Linked DNA regions of Sus scrofa: all the other regions are linked to region 1. Evidence: chromatin contacts called from public HiChIP or PLAC-seq and promoter capture Hi-C data. All regions are on one chromosome and are shown on one strand. Each heading gives the region's core, a stretch centred on a gene start, on an enhancer-like site or on the middle of the called end of the contact. The rest is flanking DNA. Distances are from core to core; before and after follow the strand shown. Region 1 holds the start of RNF139 (E3 ubiquitin-protein ligase RNF139). Region 2 holds the start of C4H8orf76. Region 3 holds the start of WASHC5 (WASH complex subunit 5).

Region 1 (2,823 bases), core at 147-2,646:
AAGCACTACCCCACTAAAAGCTGACACAAGAATTACCTCATCAACAAAATTCGCCAAGTTTCAATTACTTAAAAAATTCTAAGCATAAACGTTTCTCACTCTGGGAGTGCAAGTGAAGATAGGGAGGGAAGTATAAGATGTTTTTAACATTCCATTCGTACACGACGAAGACAATGATTTTCAGAAGTGTCATCACTTCCTAGCCACGTTTTTATAACCGTTCTCAGTATCTTCCCTATTCGCGGGAAATTTTAGGACTCATTATAAGTACTGCCTGCTTCACGAGGATTTTTGGTAATGGTTTCAAGGTCTGACATTCGAAACCTTGTCTCCTCCGTTTGGATGTCATTTAAATGGCAACATAAGAGTACTCTGCATTTTGGAAACCGGGAAACTGAGGCCCAGGCTTTGGCTCCACGAGCCCAAGGTCACGCACTGCGAGACGGGGCAAAAACAGTTGCTGTTTTTCCAAAGCTGTCGCATAGGACGCGGTAAACCAGTACTCATTTCCCAAGAGAAACAGCAGGCTCAAAGCCGCACGCTCACACATTGATGTTTTCTCCCAGCCCTTAGAGGCAAAAATGAACAGGAGGCTGAGTCGCTGGGAGGACTGCTCCGCTGTCAAGTCTGAGACAAGTGTCATCTCCTCCCCTGGCTTGCAAAGACGCCCCCGGGGGGGGCTGGTGTGTGTACATACACACATACACACACACACACCCTGCGCGCGGCCGCCCGCCCGCTCCCTGCAGCACGTCTCGGCCCAGCGGGCAGTCTCCGGACGCAGGCTACCCAGTCCCCCTTACCAAAGAGCCGGAGGAAGACCTGGAGCCCGAAGCAAAACCGGCTTTGGCTGGAATCGTAGTAGGAGTTGAAGATGGCGTCGATGATGTAAAGGCAGGGCACCCGGAGCGCCACTTCGAGCGCCGCCCAGACCTGCTGATGGGCCATCCGCACCTGCTGCTGCGGGGGCCCCACCGCCGCCATGAGCCGCTGCCACACCGGGGCTGGGCGGGCCCGGCAGGGCCGCGTGGGGCAGGGCCCGGGACGCCGGCTGGGGGCGGAGGCGGGCGACTCCGCCCCGCCCTCCCTCCTCTCGAGTCTTTCTCACGGCCCGCCCCGCCGCCCGCTCGCGTCTCTCGAGCTGGAGCAGGCGGCGGAGGCGGCGGCTGAGGCTGCGGCGGCGGCTTCCGGGAGGCCTCTGGGTGTCGGTGTTTCCGGCCGGCTATCGCCTGGCTCCTCCCCCCTCCACCGCCTCCCCCGCCCGCGGAGCCACCATCTTGACCTCGCCCGCCTGCCTCTGCCGTTGTTGCTGTTGCCAGGCCGGGAGGCTGCGCTCGCGGTTACGCGAGACCGCGGAGCCCGCGCGCCGACGTCGCGTCATAATCCGGCGCTTGGAACGCTCCCCATTCGGTCATCACGCTCGTCGTACCAGACGTCCCTGAGCGTTGCCGCGGTTCCCGCCCACCTCCGCGGCTGCGCCGTCGTCACGGCTTTGGGCGCCACCTGTTGGCGCAGACGCTCTTCCGCAGCCGCGCCCTCTGGCCTCAGAGTGGCCGCGTCACCCACGGCGGTGAAGGCTCAGTGAGGGATTGGGCCGCGGGAGGGAATTATTAGTCGCTCTACTAGAGACCATTAAACGTCCCGTAAACATGATATAGAGCTGCTAGGAAGGAGGAAAGACAAAGGGCGCCGAACGTCAGACCTACCCCACCCCACCCAAAGGCGGGATCCGAGCTGCTGACTCTTCGGGGAAGATGCTGCAAGGCCGTTTGGGGACCTGTTGGAGGCATCGCCGCATGCGCAGTGCTGAGTGGCTGCTGTTTTGGGTTGGGCTGGGTGCGGTAGGCATTACCAAGGAAAGTAGCCCTCGCATCCCTCTGCGCATCAACTTTCCTGTTTCCTACCCGATTGGTTACAACTGCGGACACTTGCTGGCCACATTTTACTAATATCAAGGGCCACTGTAACTTAAGGGCAAGAATTCTGGCCTCTTCGTTTCTAACCTTTGAGGTATGCACGCCCAGGCAGTCCGTTCTTTCTCAGGGCAGAAGAAGCCATTCTTTTTTGTAGGGAATCAGAACATGCCACCCCAAAGTATGCCACTTTGACATGATTATGTTTGAGTTGAAGACAGTTGAGAAACAGAAACAAAAAACTCTCCACCTCAGCACTTAACCGTCCTCCCATTTGCCTAAAAAGCGAACATAAGTTTCCATTTTGTAAAGGTGACTCCCTCTCCTTTACCAAAAGGAAACTTGTAGACTCAGTCACAAGTCTTACCAATCCTTATCTTTATTAGTTTCCCCCACATACTTACCTTACACAAGTTTGCCACCCCTAAAAGCCTAAACTCCTTTTCCTTTGTCTTATCACTTCTCTACAATGCACTGTTCTTTGTTAAGAAGCTTTATAAGCCCCAAATTGTAGCCACCTGAGTTGTCGATCACTTAGTTTCTCCAAGCCTGTATACACCGGAGAAACTTGTTATTCTCCTGTTAATCTCTTTTGTTGGTTTAGTTTTAGGGTCCCAGCAACAAACCTAGGAAGGAAAAGATCTAAATTTGTTGCCTATACATGTAATTAATATAACCTGGCTATCCTTTCTGTTCCTTAACCAGCAGGAGTGTAAGTTAGGTCAGAGTCTTAATTATAAACCAAGACAGATTAAGGGGGATAGGAGTACCCGTCCTGGCACAGCGGAGAAGAAACTGACTAGGAACCATGAGGTTATGGGTTTGATCCCTGGCCTCGCTCAGTGGGTTAAGGATGAGTGGGTTGCCATGAGCTGTGGTTGTAGGTTGCAGAGGCTGCTTGTATCTGGTG
Region 2 (2,823 bases), core at 207-2,706, 950 kb after region 1:
ATCTACTATGCCTTGGGGAACTCAAGCATACCCCTCTATACAAATCTTTTTTTTTTTTTTCTGTAGAAACAGATTTTTATCTTCTTTTTTAATTTTTATTTTTTTATATTTATAATGATTTTTATTTTTTCCATTATAGCTGGTTTACAGTGTTCTGTCGATTTTCTACCATACAGCAAGGTGGACCAGTCACACATACATGTATACATTCTCTAGATTTTCATCTTCATCCACATCTTATTTTATTTTATTTCAGTCTTTTAGGGCCGCACTGGCAGCGTATGTAGGTTCCCAGACGAGGGGTTGAATCGGAGCTGTAGCCAGCGGCCTATGCCACAGCCACAGCAACTCAGGATCTGAGCTTTGTCTGCGACCTACACCACAACTCACAGCAACACCAGGTCCTTAACCCACTGAGCAAGGCCAGGGATCGAACCTGCGTCCTCATGGATGCTAGTTGGTTTCATTAACCACTGAGCCAGAACAGGAACTCCAGGAACATCTTGAAAGTATAAGAATTCTAGTAAATGTTGGTGTTAGAATTCTGGAATTTAGTGGGTTTTTTTGTTTTCAAGAAGAATTAATGCTCCCTGATTGAGCCTCCAGAGTAAAGCTTCATGTTTTCTATTAACAAATGTGTGAGGTACTGTACCCTGGTCTTTATTATTAGTGTGCCTCTTCTGTGGTGACGGGGGGACACTGACTCAATTCTTTCCTTTCAGCCCTTAGCCACATAATAATTGATCCTGAGCAAGTAACTTAACCTCTCCAAGCCTCAATTTTTCATTTGCAAAGTGGGAATCATTGTGCCTTTCATAAATTGTTAGAAAAGGATATAGTAGAACACAAAAAAAAAGAGAAGAAAAAAGTTCTTAACACAGTTCCAGGAATGTCATCAATAGTGAAAAACTGGTACCTACCAGTTTTTTAATTTATTTTTAATTTATTATTATTATCATTATTATTATTTTGCTTTTTAGGGCCTTACCAGAGGCATATGGAGGTTCCCAGGCTAGGGGTCAAATCAGAGCTACCACTGCTGGCCTATGCCACAGCCACAGCAAAGCTGGATCCGAGCTGTGTCTGCAAACTACGCCACACCTCACAGCTTGACCCAGTGAGCAAGGCCAGGGATTGAACCTGTATCCTCATGGATACTAGTTGGGTATCCTTACTGCTGAGCCACGATGGGAATTCCCAGCAGGTATCAATTTTAAACAGCTGCCCTGAGGCCAGTGTTTTTTGATGCGTGAACCTAAGGATCACCCTGTCCAGCTCCTGAAGCAGAGAAGTCAAGTTCTGTTCCAGCCATGAATCAGATAAAAATCTCAGCTCAACCTGGTGGGCCAAGTCCCCTTCTGGCTCCCGCCTAAAGACTACAAGACCCAGCATGCCACGCTCTGGGCTCCGAGGCCCCGCCTCTTTTGCGTCCGCTCGCTTGTGGGCGCAGCTCTAGGCCCCGCCTCCTCTCGTTGCGTGAGTCCTGGCGGCGCAATGGAGACCGGGTGCTGGTTGCTCGGCGGCGAGTTTGAGGACTCTGTGTTCGAGGAGAGGCGGGAGCGGCAGCTTGGACCGCCATCGTCCTACATCGCCAAGCGCTGCGAGCCGCAGGTGAGAGAGCGCCGCCTCTCGGCCTCACCCCAGCCCCTGAGCCCGGCACTCCGCGGGTCTCGGCCTGACAGGCTTTGGAAGCCTCACGCCCGCGTTGTCAAACTCCAGCCCAAACCCTCCCCACAGCTGGGCTATCTTATGCCCACCTGGTCTTCCCTGCCATCCCTTCCCCCACGGCGAATGTTCCAGGCACTGGGCTGGGTTCCTTTACATGTGTTCTCTTATTTTCCTTAAAATCCTTTACTTAGAGATGTCAGGCGCTCAGGAATTACTGAATTGTATTTTTGTTTTATTTCACTTACTTTTCCTCCTTGCCACATGCAGTTTTTCCACGTGACCTTAAGTACTTGTCCTGTAGACTAAAAGCATGGAGGGAAAGTGCTTTCAAAGTCCTGTGGTACCACGTTAAAAAGCCATGACTGTGAGCTTGGACCCTTGAATTCCAGCACTGGCCTTACCATTTGCCCTTCAAGGTGTCATTTCCTTATTTGTCATTTTAGAAAAATAGTGTTTGATGGGAGTTCTCTTGTGGTACAGCGGGCTCAGGATCCGGTGTTGACATTGCAGCAGCTTGGGTCACTTTTGTGGCACAAGTTCACTCCCTGGTCCGGGAACTTCCACACACCAAGGGCCGGGCCAAAAAAAAAAAAAAAAAAAAAAAGGTATTTGCGGCTCACAGAGTTATTATGCGAGTGGAATGAGGTAATACTTTGCTAGGTATGGTGTGCTGTATACTTCATAAAGTAAAATCCAAAAAATAATTGTCTTTAGAATTGGTTAGATTTGTTTTCCCTGCCTTCTCTGTGTGGGACCAGGTGTTTACCTTATCCAGAATGTCCCCTCTTAGGCTCATCCTTGTTCACAGCTTTTCTCTCTTAGAAAAGCTGATGAATGGAATATTTAAAGCCACCCCCTTCTGAACTCTTGCCTCTGAAAGCCAGTTTTGCTTGATTATTTCCCAGTAGGATAGTGAAAACTGGATGGAGGTTTGCAGTTGTGCAGTTCCAGAGGTTGGGATTGGCACATAATCTGATACAGTGTGTGATTGGAGGGCAGTAAAATACAAAGGAAAAGCATGGCTTCAGTGTATAGGTTGTTGAGTTACACAGTGCTTCAGGGAGAACTGGGGATGGCTAGCTTTCTCCCGCTGTGATGGATCAGGCTGAGACGGAAACTCTATTACTAAGGAGGTAGTCATACCCATACAACTCT
Region 3 (2,823 bases), core at 151-2,650, 580 kb before region 1:
GGGCCTTCTAGTTCTAGCTCTGTGTTGTCAAATGGTAAAAGGCACAAGGGAGCAGCTCTCCAGGAGACCTCCATCCTCAAGATTTAAGCACTTCCCACATCCGCTCCCTCCTAATACCATCACCCTGGCATTCGGAATTCAACATATGGATGGGGCGGTGGGGAGTGGAGATAGGATAGAAACATTCATAAGATTCTCTCTAGATGGGGCCAATTATTAGGTAAAAATAAAAATATTTCTCTGTTCCCTCCTCTCATCTTTTTGTACAGAAAGTAATAAGCACAGATCAAATAATTTAAATACTGATACTCCTTTAAATTCTTAGGGGCCTACACAAGTTCCACCAGAGCTGTATCTTCTTTTTCAATACGCAAGGTTACATCTTTCTGAAGCCTTCTCTTATCCATACAAGCAACTGCTTGTTCTCTCCCTCATGCTACCACTATCCCTATCTCTCTCTCTCTTTCTCTCCCTCTCACACACAAACTTGTATTATAAAACTCACCACAATTATTTGCTCACATGTCTGCCACTCTTTCGCCCTGGAAGCAACTTAAAACTAGAATTCTGACATATTCTACTCAACATAAAACAGCTCCTCACACAAAAATAGGCAATCAAATAAAGATTTGGGAGAGTTACAGAATAAAAGAAACCGTCATTGCTGGGTCCCCTACAGTATGTTATAAACTGGTGCCCTAGGCTTTCTTCCATTCTCATTATCATTAATCCTACCACCGTTTATAGAAAAGGAAACTGATGCCCAGAGTTTAATTAAAGATCTTCCCAAGGCCCTGCTTAGAAAGCTAGCTCAAACTACATTTACTTCGATCAAGAATTCATGGTCTCACACTACTATATATAAAATAAACAACAAGGTCCTACTGTATAGCACAGGGAACTTTATTCAGTATCTCAATAACCTATAACCGAAAAATCTGAAAAAGTATATGCATAACTGACCACTTTGCTGTACACCAGAAACTAACGCCACACTGTAAATCACCTATACTTCAATAAAAATAAAAAAAGAATTCGTGATCTTTGCCCCTACGTACTGAGAACCCAAGGATGTAGAGACGGCGTCTTGGAGAGGGAGGTAAACGGCCCCTACCTCATTCCTGTGGCGTAAACAGATCTAGGACCATAACCCAGGTCCACAAACCACAGCTCAGGGCACCCGCGGAGCGCCCGAGAGGGAGACGACACCCCCCATCACCCTCCCCATCGCCATCCCCCGCTCCAGCCGTACCTGGCTCCCCGATGTACCTCTGCCTGGCTGCGCCCTGACTTCGCACCCCGAACCCCAACTCCTTCCTTAACTCCCTTACCCTGTCGCTGAAACAGCGAGCGCGGGCTCAGGCGTCATCAGTCGTCGACGGCGAGTGGTCACATGATGCCCCGCCCCACTCTCCGCCCCTTTGTCATGTGACTGCCCAGGGAGCCAGGGGCGGAAGCCGGGGTCCAGCCGGCTCTGGAGCCAGGGCGGGGGACTGAAGAGGACCCCTGCGGAGGCAAAGAGGTGGGGGCCGGGGTGCTGACTCCGCGCTAGACCGCCGGCCTTGCGCGTGCGCCCTGGAGCGGCCCGGGGGACAGGTGAGTCGGGGCGGGGTGCGCGCGCCTCCTCCTTTCACGTTCCCCGCCGCCCCGGGGCTGGGCCGCTCTGGCCAGGGGTGCTTCTGCGGCGTGGGGTGGGGTCTGGATGGGACAGCCTGGCCTGGAGGAATGAGGGTTTTACTGGGGCTGCGGCTGCGGCTGCGGCTGCAATCCAGGCTCTGCATCTCCACTCAGGTGGAAGCAATTTTTCACGCGCTTTGGCGCTTTAGAAAGTGATGTTCAGCTACTTGGCCAGCATCGTGTCCTTCCAAGTTCCTGGGAGCAGTGGTGTATGGACGTCGATATTTCTCCACTTACACTCAAGAAAATCGAGTGGTTGGTGCGGGCTTTTACAATCTGACGGACCTGGCTTTGAATTCTATTTCTGTCATGGACTGTGAGTTTGGGCAAATCATTGCTCCTCTTTTGCACCTTAATTCCCTTACCTATGACATATCAAAGTCCTTTTCATTTCGAGAAATAGTTCCGAAGGTCCTGATTTGTCTGTGGTCATTAACGAACTCCCCCGTTAACGGGAGCGACAGGCGCGGCGGCGGGGGCCGGGGGTTTAACCGAGCGGATAATGGATCCTTGTCTCCTGATTCCAAGTGTGTGGAACTTCCCTACACCATAGGTGAAACGGGGTTGGAGGCGAGGAGGGAGAGGCTTTACTGCCTCTGCCCACAACAAACACCTTATGGTTTTTCTTATTTATCGGGATTCATGAATCAGGCCAGAGTGATTAGGATCATTTTAGAACTTTTCTGGAAGAGATGTGCTGTTCCTTTTTAACCTGATCAAGGGCCACTGTAGTTTGTACCTACTAATAGATCGATGGAAACCAGTGCTTCCTTCTTTATGGAACTGAGATTTTATGAGAGGATAAAAATAGGTCTTCTTTTGTCCTCTAATAAAGATTTTCTTGGAGTTCCCATCGTGGCGCAGTGGTTAACGGAGACGACTAGGATCCGAGAGGATGAGGGTTCGATCCCTGGCCTTGCTCAGTGGGTTAAGGATCTGGCGTTGCCGTGTGGTGTAGGTCGCAGACTCAGATCCCGCGTTGCTGTGGCGTAGGCTGGCGGCTATAGCTCTGATTAGACCCCTAGCCTGGGAATCTCCATATGCTGTGAGTGTAGCCTTAGAAAAGACTTTTTTTTTTTTGTCCTCGGCTAAAGAGTGGTTCCTCCCAGGGTAATTTAATTTTCAGAATTCAACTCCTTACTCATT

Evidence for each region. Promoter capture Hi-C pulls out the DNA fragments that hold promoters and counts their contacts. HiChIP or PLAC-seq counts read pairs in DNA pulled down with a chosen protein or histone mark.
Region 2: a contact with region 1 is called in an H3K27ac HiChIP or PLAC-seq map of alveolar macrophages. The contact joins the promoter of C4H8orf76 here to the promoter of RNF139 in region 1. A contact is called at or near these places in 1 of 5 promoter capture datasets (liver) and 1 of 2 datasets of contacts at active chromatin or transcription factors (alveolar macrophages).
Region 3: a promoter capture Hi-C map of fetal liver shows a contact between it and region 1, with 2.4 times the contacts expected there. The contact joins the promoter of WASHC5 here to the promoter of RNF139 in region 1. A contact is called at or near these places in 2 of 5 promoter capture datasets (fetal liver and liver) and 1 of 47 Hi-C or Micro-C datasets (heart right ventricle).

What each region holds. Positions count from the first base shown.
Region 1 is chr4:15,181,124-15,183,946 of Sscrofa11.1, forward strand. RNF139 (E3 ubiquitin-protein ligase RNF139) reads right to left here and starts at 1,397. Exons shown (of 2, transcript XM_001927531.7): 1 at 804-1,397. The coding sequence starts at 984. All of the region lies in intron 1 of TRMT12 (tRNA wybutosine-synthesizing protein 2 homolog), which reads right to left.
Region 2 is chr4:16,135,722-16,138,544 of Sscrofa11.1, forward strand. It overlaps C4H8orf76, which reads left to right and starts at 1,457. Exons shown (of 6, transcript XM_013996506.2): 1 at 1,457-1,611. The coding sequence starts at 1,495.
Region 3 is chr4:14,596,733-14,599,555 of Sscrofa11.1, forward strand. It overlaps WASHC5 (WASH complex subunit 5), which reads left to right and starts at 1,401. Exons shown (of 29, transcript XM_021088931.1): 1 at 1,401-1,596. It overlaps NSMCE2 (E3 SUMO-protein ligase NSE2), which reads right to left and starts at 1,460. Exons shown (of 7, transcript XM_021088938.1): 1 at 1,332-1,460.